3 separate regions of the Mus musculus genome follow, and regions 2 and 3 are each linked to region 1. The links are chromatin contacts, called in public Hi-C and promoter capture Hi-C maps. All regions are on one chromosome and are shown on one strand. The core of a region is the stretch at or near the end of the contact, and the rest is flanking DNA. Distances in the headings are between cores, read along the strand shown. Region 1 holds the start of Thap1 (THAP domain containing, apoptosis associated protein 1). Region 2 holds the start of Tti2 (TELO2 interacting protein 2). Region 3 holds the start of Alg11 (asparagine-linked glycosylation 11 (alpha-1,2-mannosyltransferase)).

Evidence for each region. Promoter capture Hi-C pulls out the DNA fragments that hold promoters and counts their contacts. A called contact is a pair of places that touch in the nucleus more often than the background predicts.
Region 2: a promoter capture Hi-C map of pre-B cells shows a contact between it and region 1. The contact joins the promoter of Tti2 here to the promoter of Thap1 in region 1. A contact is called at or near these places in 3 of 39 promoter capture datasets (cranial neural crest, frontonasal cranial neural crest and pre-B cells) and 2 of 484 Hi-C or Micro-C datasets (CD4 T cells and CD8 T cells).
Region 3: a Hi-C map of CD8 T cells shows a contact between it and region 1, with 5 times the contacts expected there. The contact joins the promoter of Alg11 here to the promoter of Thap1 in region 1. A contact is called at or near these places in 1 of 39 promoter capture datasets (pre-B cells) and 2 of 484 Hi-C or Micro-C datasets (CD4 T cells and CD8 T cells).

What each region holds. Positions count from the first base shown.
Region 1 is chr8:26,156,733-26,159,602 of GRCm38.p6, reverse strand. Thap1 (THAP domain containing, apoptosis associated protein 1) reads right to left here and starts at 1,434. Exons shown (of 3, transcript NM_199042.2): 1 at 1,082-1,434. The coding sequence starts at 1,152.
Region 2 is chr8:31,148,878-31,151,747 of GRCm38.p6, reverse strand. Tti2 (TELO2 interacting protein 2) reads right to left here and starts at 1,432. Exons shown (of 7, transcript NM_144927.3): 1 at 249-1,432. The coding sequence starts at 898. It overlaps Snord13 (small nucleolar RNA, C/D box 13), which reads left to right and starts at 1,790; the gene lies at 1,790-1,887.
Region 3 is chr8:22,059,234-22,062,103 of GRCm38.p6, reverse strand. It overlaps Alg11 (asparagine-linked glycosylation 11 (alpha-1,2-mannosyltransferase)), which reads right to left and starts at 1,383. Exons shown (of 4, transcript NM_001243161.1): 1 at 1,334-1,383; 2 at 1-218. The coding sequence starts at 1,377. It overlaps Atp7b (ATPase, Cu++ transporting, beta polypeptide), which reads left to right and starts at 2,030. Exons shown (of 21, transcript NM_007511.2): 1 at 2,030-2,132. The coding sequence starts at 2,049.

The DNA of each region.
Region 1 (2,870 bases), core at 185-2,684:
TGGATCTGATTTCTTAGCTATCATCTGCATACAGTCAGGAATTCCTCCAAAACCTAACATAAAACTTGTAACAACAAATTTACCTGCCTAAAAATTGTCACATTTTGTGGACTGTTAGCATTAACAAACACCATCAGTAACGCTAATTCTATGACTTTCTTCTTTCAAGAGAGTATTTTTATTTTTCTCTTTAAAAAGATTTATTTATTATATATAAGTACACTGTAGCTGTCTTCAGACACATCAGAAGAAGGCGTCATTTCTCATTACGGATGGTTGTGAGCCACCATGTGGTTGCTGGGAATTGAACTCAGGACCTCTGGAGGAGCAGTCAGTGCTCTCAACCGCTGAGCCATCTCTCCAGAGTATTTTTCACCCTGGCTTCTTGATTGCTGCACCCACTACAAGAACGAGCCCTGACGGCTGTGGGGGTAAAGCTGGTATTCGCTCACATTAACCTTCACCACGGCAACAGAGTCAAGTGTGTGCTATCGTCTCGTTCTTCCTGTGTGTTGAAAGACAGGGGTTCATCTCGACAATACCAAGAGCCTCCTCTAAAGCCCATGGATGCTAAAGGTTGGTTCTTTGACGCTAGGACTTAAGAGTCCTCCCTGGCATCCCGGTCAGCTGCCCTGCTTCCTTCCCGGCATCCACAGTGAGGTCCGAAACCTGTCCTCCTCCCCCTGTGCGTTCCCAGCTCGACTTCCTCCCTATGTGCCACGGCCACGCCGCGGCTTGGGACGAAGAGGTACGCAGGGCTGCGAGAGGCTTCTGGGCGTCGCTCGCTCGCTTGCCCGCCCGCCGGAAACCCTCCGCGAGCGCGAAGGCGCGCGGTCTCAGCCCCCAGCGGAGGCCAAGACCAACGGAGACGCCGCGCGCCCGGGATGCGCAGCGGGGGCGCGCAGCCACGGGGACGCGCCCCCGTGGGTCCCCGCCCCCGCCGGCCCGGCCCGTCCGCCGCCCTGAGCGCCCGAGCGCCCGCCCCGCCTCCTCCAGGTCTCGCGCGGCCACGCGCCGGGCTCCGCCCCCACCCGCCCGCGCGCCCCTGTCGCCGCGGCCGCGGAGCACGCCAGTTACCTACTTGTGGAAGGAGACGGGCTTGTCCTTGTCGTAGCGGTTCTTGCAGCCGTAGGCGGAGCAGGACTGCACCATCCTTCTGGCCCTCCACACTTCCCTTCGGCCCGGGAGGCAGGCGAAGGGGGCCGTCGGGGTCGCCGCGCTCGGCCTTGATAACGCTCGCCGCTCTCGGTGGCGTCGGTCAGCAGTTACGGGGACGATCACCTCGCCGTGGGGTGGGGGTTGGGGTGGGGGAGTGACTACCCTGTCCGTTGTGGGGTTTGCTTTAGCAGAAGGACCACAGCTGTCGCCCGTCTCCCATCTTCAAGATGGCGGAGGCAGCTTCAGCCTCACCTCTCGCGAGGACTCGGCTCGCCGTCTCTGATTGGCTGAAGGTAACGTTCCCAGGGAAGCTGACCATTGGCTGGGGCGAGGCGCGCCTGTGGGGCGTGGTCAGCAGTGCGGAAGTGGGTGGGCCCTCTGCGCCTTGGCCGGAAGAGAGCGCGTTTGTTTGGGATCCTGACTGCAGTCGTTCTCGTAGTGGTGACTGTCGTTAATTTGTCCGGCGTTTTCTGCTGCAGCTTGATAAAGAACGGCCTGTTGGGTCCGAAAGCCTGCAGGAGAACGTGGAAGAGCTCGTCCCTGGCCATACGCAGTTTTTTTTTAAAGGGGGGGGAACCAGCAGATGCGTGGATTGTACAAACCTGTGGTCCACGTTCAGAATCCAGGTGACCGTCTAACTAGACAACGAGGACAAACGCGCATTTCATTTCCTCTAAGCTGGGAAGGAAGACCTTTTTTTTTTTTTTTAAATGTATGTGAGTACACTGTCGCTGTCTTCAGACACACCAGAAGAGGGCATCAGATCTCACTGCAGATGGTTGTGAGCCACCATGTGGTTGCTGGGAATTGAACTCAGGACCTATGTAAGAGCAGTCAGTGCTCTCAACTGCAGAGCCATCTTTCCATCCCTACAGTGCACTTCTGAACGTTGTTACCTTTGTGTAGGCGCAGCGATTTTTCAAGCTGAAGACAAGTGTTACAGGCTTGACCCTCTGTAGTTTGGAGTGTGTGGCGCATTCTCTCCCTTATAAACTATTTTCTGTACCCTTAAATATTGCTTCTCTTAAGGATCTATTTAGTGGCTACCATCTCTAGAACTTTGACTATTGAACCCACATACCATCTTTTCCTAGCTCGTTTTACTTGAGCACACATGGACTTGCCTTCAGAGTTATCAGGTATATGGTTTAATACATTCGCCAACTACTTAAATCTGAAATCCTGGTGTCACTGAGATAAAACAAAAAAACTAGGCTTTAATTCAGCAGAAAAGAACACTTGTTGCTCTTGCAGGTGACCCGGGTTCGATTCCCAGCACCCACAAGGCAGTTCACAACCATCTATAACTCCAGGCAGCTGGGCACCAGGCACACATGTTGTGGGTCAGAGGACAGTTTGTGGGAGTGGGTTCTCTCCTTCCACCTTGTGGGCTCTGGGACCTAACTCGGATCATTAGTCTTGATGCTAAGTGCTCTTATCAGCTGCTCCTAGGACCCCTTCCTCGAGACTTAGGTTAACCTCATAGAATAGAGAGGTTATTCTCTCACCACCATCCTTGAATTCAAGTACTCACAGTCTCAACTTTTTGTCAGTCCTAGTCTTCAGCTTTCTCTCTGTCCCTCATAAAAACACTGCCAGCCCCTTGTTTATAAAGCTTAGACATCCCAGGATACCTCTGTAGTGAATAAAGTCCAAATTGCTGATGATGGCAGCATAAGCAGCAGGTACTCCTGTGTTTGTACCATCTTCCC
Region 2 (2,870 bases), core at 183-2,682, 5.0 Mb before region 1:
TACTTAGCATAAGATACTCGATTCCATATAAATGGGACAGAATCTTCCATATCTATTGTCAGAATTTCCAGTTTTCCAAGGCAGTCATTTGGTGGAGAAAATGGAATTTGATGACTTCAGTTCTAATCTTGAATTTGCTGCTATATGATTTCCTCGTCTCTAGTAAGCCACAACCGTTCCGGTCCTTAAGAAATCTATTATCTCAGCACCCCTATCTGTCTGATAATAGTGAAAAGAGCATTACTCACTTATTCAAATGGGGCTTAAGAAGCCCCAAGACCACAGCAAATCTCCCTCGATCGTCTTCATTTTCTCCGCATAGGAATCCTGCCACAGAACTGCACTCAGTAACTCTAAGCAATAAAGACAGCACCTCACCAGCAACATGCTGAGATGCTGGACTGGTCCATGGCTGCTTCAATCTGTGAGTGATGGCAAAAATATACACGGGTCCTGACATGTGACGGAGGCCTGTCTTCCACGCAGGGCAGTCGGGAGAACTCTTGGCAGCTTCAACCTTCCCCAACAGCTTTAGAAACAGTGAGCCAACTTCAGTCGCCTTCTCGGGCACTTCGGGATGCTCTTCGACCCCATCTGCCTTCTCCTCGGGTGCTGCGAACTTCTCCAGGGCTCTCACCACCTGCCCCAGGATCTCGGGCATCCCCCGGAGGGATCCCCCACTCCCACTCCCCTCAAAGAATCTGTCACCTTCGGCGGCTTCTATTAAAGCGCCGAGGTCTTTAAGAGCCGCATTTCTTGCGCCGCCCTGTCCTGATGACTTTGGGCGGCTGAGACGGTTCAGAATCTTGGAGAAGGCTGGTTCGAGGGCCGGGGGAGAGCCCTCTGCAGGCAGGGAGCAGCCGACCCCCGACTTCTCTTCGGCACTGTCCAGCTTCATTCCTAGTCGCACCGGAGGGGCTGGGCTCGCCCCCCCCGCCCCCCCCGGGGGGGGACAGAGACCAAATGGGGATGGTGTCTGGAGTCTCGGAGGGAAGGTCGTCCGGGGCTCGGTGTCCCCCAACGAACAGAACTAAAACCAGGCACAGCTAAAAGGCGAGATGTCTCACTGTCTTGACGCAAGGATCGAGTGTCAATCCACCCAGTAAAGTGGCTGTAAGAAGAGAGCCTCAAGCCGGGCAGTGGTGGCGCACGCTTCAGGAGGCAGAGGCAGGCAGATTTCTGAGTTCGAGGCCAGCCTGGTCTACAGAGTGAGTTCCAGGACAGCCAGGGATACACAGAGAAACCCTGTCTCGAAAAAAAAATAGGAGAGCCTCAAGCTCCTAACACGTAGCGAAATTTGTCTTTCCGAAAACTCAAAAAAGAAAAAAAAAACAGTTAATTTTAAAGACAAACTACTGAACCGTGACACCAAAAAGGCTCCCGAAACCAAGCGCTCTTCCAGTACGGTAGCTGTATTCCGCAACTTCCGGCCCTGGAGAGCATTGTAGCCGTAAAGCAAAACTAACTTCCGCCAGCGGAGCCGCAACGCTTCTTTTTACGACTCGCGACCAGAAAGCAACAAACAGTCCGTCAGAGAAGGAAGGGGTAAAAGGTGGAGCATGAAGGATATATTTGCATAACTAAGCGTTCGCTCATTAAGTTTGTTCCTGATTTCATCTGCTAGGCTAGAAACAAGAGAATTCTCGCAAAATCCTAGTAACAGTTTGAAATTGTACTAGATTTTGTGTGCAAAAGCTAAATAGAGCGGCAGCATATTAGTCACCCTCTTTGAAAAACTGGTGAGACTTACTCGATACTTCGCAAGCTAACAGTAAGGCCGATCCTTTCTGGTTCATAAAGCGTGATGATTGGGTGTTCACGCCATTGCGTGACATGTGCCGCCCATAAACCTTGTTACGACGTGGGCACATTACCCGTCTGACATGAACTTAGGAGGATCCTCCACTTCTGGTTCTTGTGTAGATTAGAGTTATGCCCTGTTTTTTACTTCTTGGTTCAGTCAGGTAGGATTACTGGTTAGGTAGTGGAAAGTGTCCAGGGTACCTGGGACTAATACATTATTACTAAAGTACATTCCATTCCTAAGAGAAACTGAAAGTGACAGAGTTATGCTTCTTACAAGTCGCTCTGGTACAATTCACTTCTTTCTAAGAAAAATTGTTTTATTAAGTTATTACTCTGATGTGTATAAATGCTTTGTTCACATGCGTATATGTGTACCTGGTGCCCCCCCTGGTCCCCGCGGAAGCCAGAAAACAGTGTCCAGTTCTCTGAACTTGAATTTCTGGAGTTTGTTAGCCATGGCATGTTCTTAACTGAACCATCTTTCCACTCCAAGACATGCTCTTCTTAGTGTTACACTATTTGCCACTACACTACCAGTGATGCCTGTGTGGCTTTTTTTCCCCCCTTCACTTCTCTGTGTGACCTCTTGCAAACGGCAATAGCTCAGATCTCTATGTCTTAATTTCTGTATTGGGGAAACAAATGTAGATAATTACTGGTCCCCATCTCTTAGGACTGTTGGGACAATTTTTAATGTACATAAATGCCGGGAACAATATCTGATCAGCATAAAGTTCATAGAGGTGTTAGTTCCCATTGTTATGCAACAGCACCAACATTAATTTACATTTCTTCTTTCCAAGAAAATCTGGTGATTAGAATTCTAACTCGGAACCTCTTTCTTCTGGCTTTTCCCACTCTGACCAATTGGTGGCACTCTGATCAATCACTGCTAACCACTTCCAAGAGAAACCTTCCCTTAACAAAAGCAGCTTGAGGCCAGTCAATAAGAGGTTATTGTGTCTGTACTGTGTGGGACGTTTCTTTTCTGTAGCATGTGCCCTTTGTGTCCAGTGGATCCAGACGCCTTTCAGACTTGAGGAGTGCTCTGTATTGTTGAGATC
Region 3 (2,870 bases), core at 134-2,633, 4.1 Mb after region 1:
CTCTCAAAGCACACCACAGAACTCTCTCTCCTCCGCCACCTGCATTACAGTATGGATGGAAAAATGCAACCACCGTTTGTTCTTTTCCATTTTTGCTGGTCGACACAGACTTCTTCTTTCTCTGTAGATGCCACCTGATAACCCAAAGGCCAATGACCAAATATACACACAAAACTCCGCATATCATCAGTCCAGGAAAGAAGAGTGAATAGAAAAACCTGAGATAAATAAAAGGTGAAAATCAACCTGTTGTCAATTTAAAAAGTCAGCTACAAACTAAGGTTTACTTTTTACACACTTGCTTAATATTAAGTTCTGTAGCTCCTAAGTCTGCTAAAAAAATTATTTAAAAAAAAAGTGCCGGGCGGTGGTGGCACATGCCTTTAATCCCAGCACTTGAGAGGCAGAGGCAGGAGGATTTCTGAGTTTGAGGCCAGCCTGGTCTACAAAGTGAGCTCCAGGACAGTCAGGACTATACAGAGAAACCCTGTCTCGAAAAACAAAAACAAAACAAAACAAAAAAACAAAAAAAATTAATTTTTTTCCCCTTAGTGGTGATGACTGGTGATTCAGGGCCTCAAAGATGTTAGGTAAACACTTGATTCCTAGCCAATACATACCCATATTTAAACCAAATGCTTGGAAGAAAGGTAACTGTAATCCAAAGCTTTGAATTACTTATCAATGACCATTATAATGCAGAAAGTCACTCATGACAATGTACACTGTACAGAGCTGGCAGCATTCCATTTATCGGGAAAAGGCCAAGAATGTGCTAGAACAAACTAGCCTATTCATATTTTTAGCAATCACTACAGACCTTGAAGCAGACAGCTCAGAAAGGAAGATGTAATACAAACTCTGGCAAGAATGCATGTATCCACTGCTCTTCAGAACGCTATTTCGCTAGCTATAAATGTTCAACCTGAACAAAAACACATATGAACTTAGGTAGGCTTTCATAGGGCAGAAACAACTTTTGAAATATGGAACTATTACAATAGTAGTGACCACCGGGTGGTTAACATTCCTGTTTATTTCTACCAACTTTATGTAATTCTTACATAAGAAACGATATGTATCTCAAAGGCAAAACCAATATATTTACAACTTTAAACATCAACCAGGAAAGAAGAAATCAACAGATGGTCAAGTAGCAGAGAGTCAACCAACTGGTTTACGAAGCAGCAGGTAGCCAGTTAAGGAAAACAGCTGATCGGCATGCGAAACAACCGAGGTAAACCGAGGCACGAAGAAAGCGCTTCTACAGACTTTATCTGGACTGCCTCCAAACCCTCCACGCCCTCGTGAGCTCAGGCCACCAGATCCTCACCGCAGCACGGCGTACACGCACCAGCTCCCAGTGTCCGCCGCCATCTTATCCCACCCTCCCCTCTCACAGCCCGGAAGCGCTTGCCTGTTCTTCTATCCTATTGGCTCCTGAGGAAGCGTGTGCCGTTAGCCACGCCCCCCGCTTACACGCCTTCCTGCAGGTTGCCTAATAGCCGCTTCCCACAGGCGGGGCGCACACGGGCCCATCCCACTTGGGCCACGCCGCTGCGGTGGCGGTGGTGGGGCGTGGCTTGTGATGGACAGCCGGCTCTCTCGCCCCTCCCACCCCACTCGCCCCGCCCACTTCGCTCCCCCCCCTCCCGTCTGGAAGCCCCCTTGAGGGCGCCCAGCCCTGCCCCCACCGCGGCGCTGCCAGCCGGTTGGGACCCAATGGGAGGTCCGGGCGGGCGACGAGCTAATCTTCCAGTACAGAGTCCGCTCTTTCAGAGGTGTCGGCGAGTCCCCAGCGGCCGCAGTAGCGGGGCGCGGGGTGGAGAGGGGGCTGCGCTGGAGCGGGCGTCCTGAGACTGTGGTCCTCGCTGCACCCTATCTGCAGCGCACCGCGGACCTCGCTGTCCGTAGTCCGCAGCGCCGGGGCTGGGAGATCTGAGCCCTGTGTTCCCCAGGAACCACGGATGCGCTTCTTCGCGCCTCCTCTCCCTGGCTTGTAAAGTCGCCCTTCCCTCCCCCCAACCAGGTGACCTTTGGGCTCGGGGATGGATCCCAGGAAGAACTTGGCGTCTGTGGGGACGATGCCTGAACAGGAGAGACAGGTCACAGCCAAAGAGGCCAGTCGGAAAGTAAGTTTCCTTTGCCTGACCGCAGCGTGTACGCACCTGCTCAAAGCGCTTTTCTCCTCGGTTCCTCCAGGGCTCGTGACTGTGGACACGTACCCCTGAGAACCCGGGAGGAAAACCCTCTAGATCAAGGGTGCCACTAGCCCTCTGGTGTACAACGATTTCGAGCCCAGAACTTTCCCCGGTCCTTATTAAAGAGCTCTTGAGCGTGGGCTTGCTGTATAAAAACTCTAGTTGCTCCTGGGAGTGCTAATACCTCGCTAATGCCTGGCTAATGCTCCTCAAAAGGTCTACATCCAAGTCCTGTACCTTGAAGGCATTCATTTAATAATACAGGGGGTTAATTAATGCAGCCTCTTAGAGATGCAAACAGCGTAGAATATTTAACATGAAAAGCAGGTCTGTTTTTCTTTTCTTCATGTGCGTTTTCAATCAACAAATACTTACTGAAACTTGTATAGGTCGCAGGCATATGATGAATTCTTGAAGATTTGTGCATTGTTTTAAAATATTTTGTCTAGCTTAATTGAAATCACGTTTTATGTTCTCGGAACTTTTTTTTTCCAATTAGTTATACTTTGTAGATTGTTTCCCAGAGTGTCATAGGTGTTCCCCATAGTCTGTTGGTGGTTCCCTCTTGGGTGGTCATGGCGATTGCTTCCTTTCTTTCCCAGTTGACGTGATCTTTGCACTTGAATTGTTGTGTGTGTGTGTGTGTGTGTGTGTGTGTGTGATGGAGGT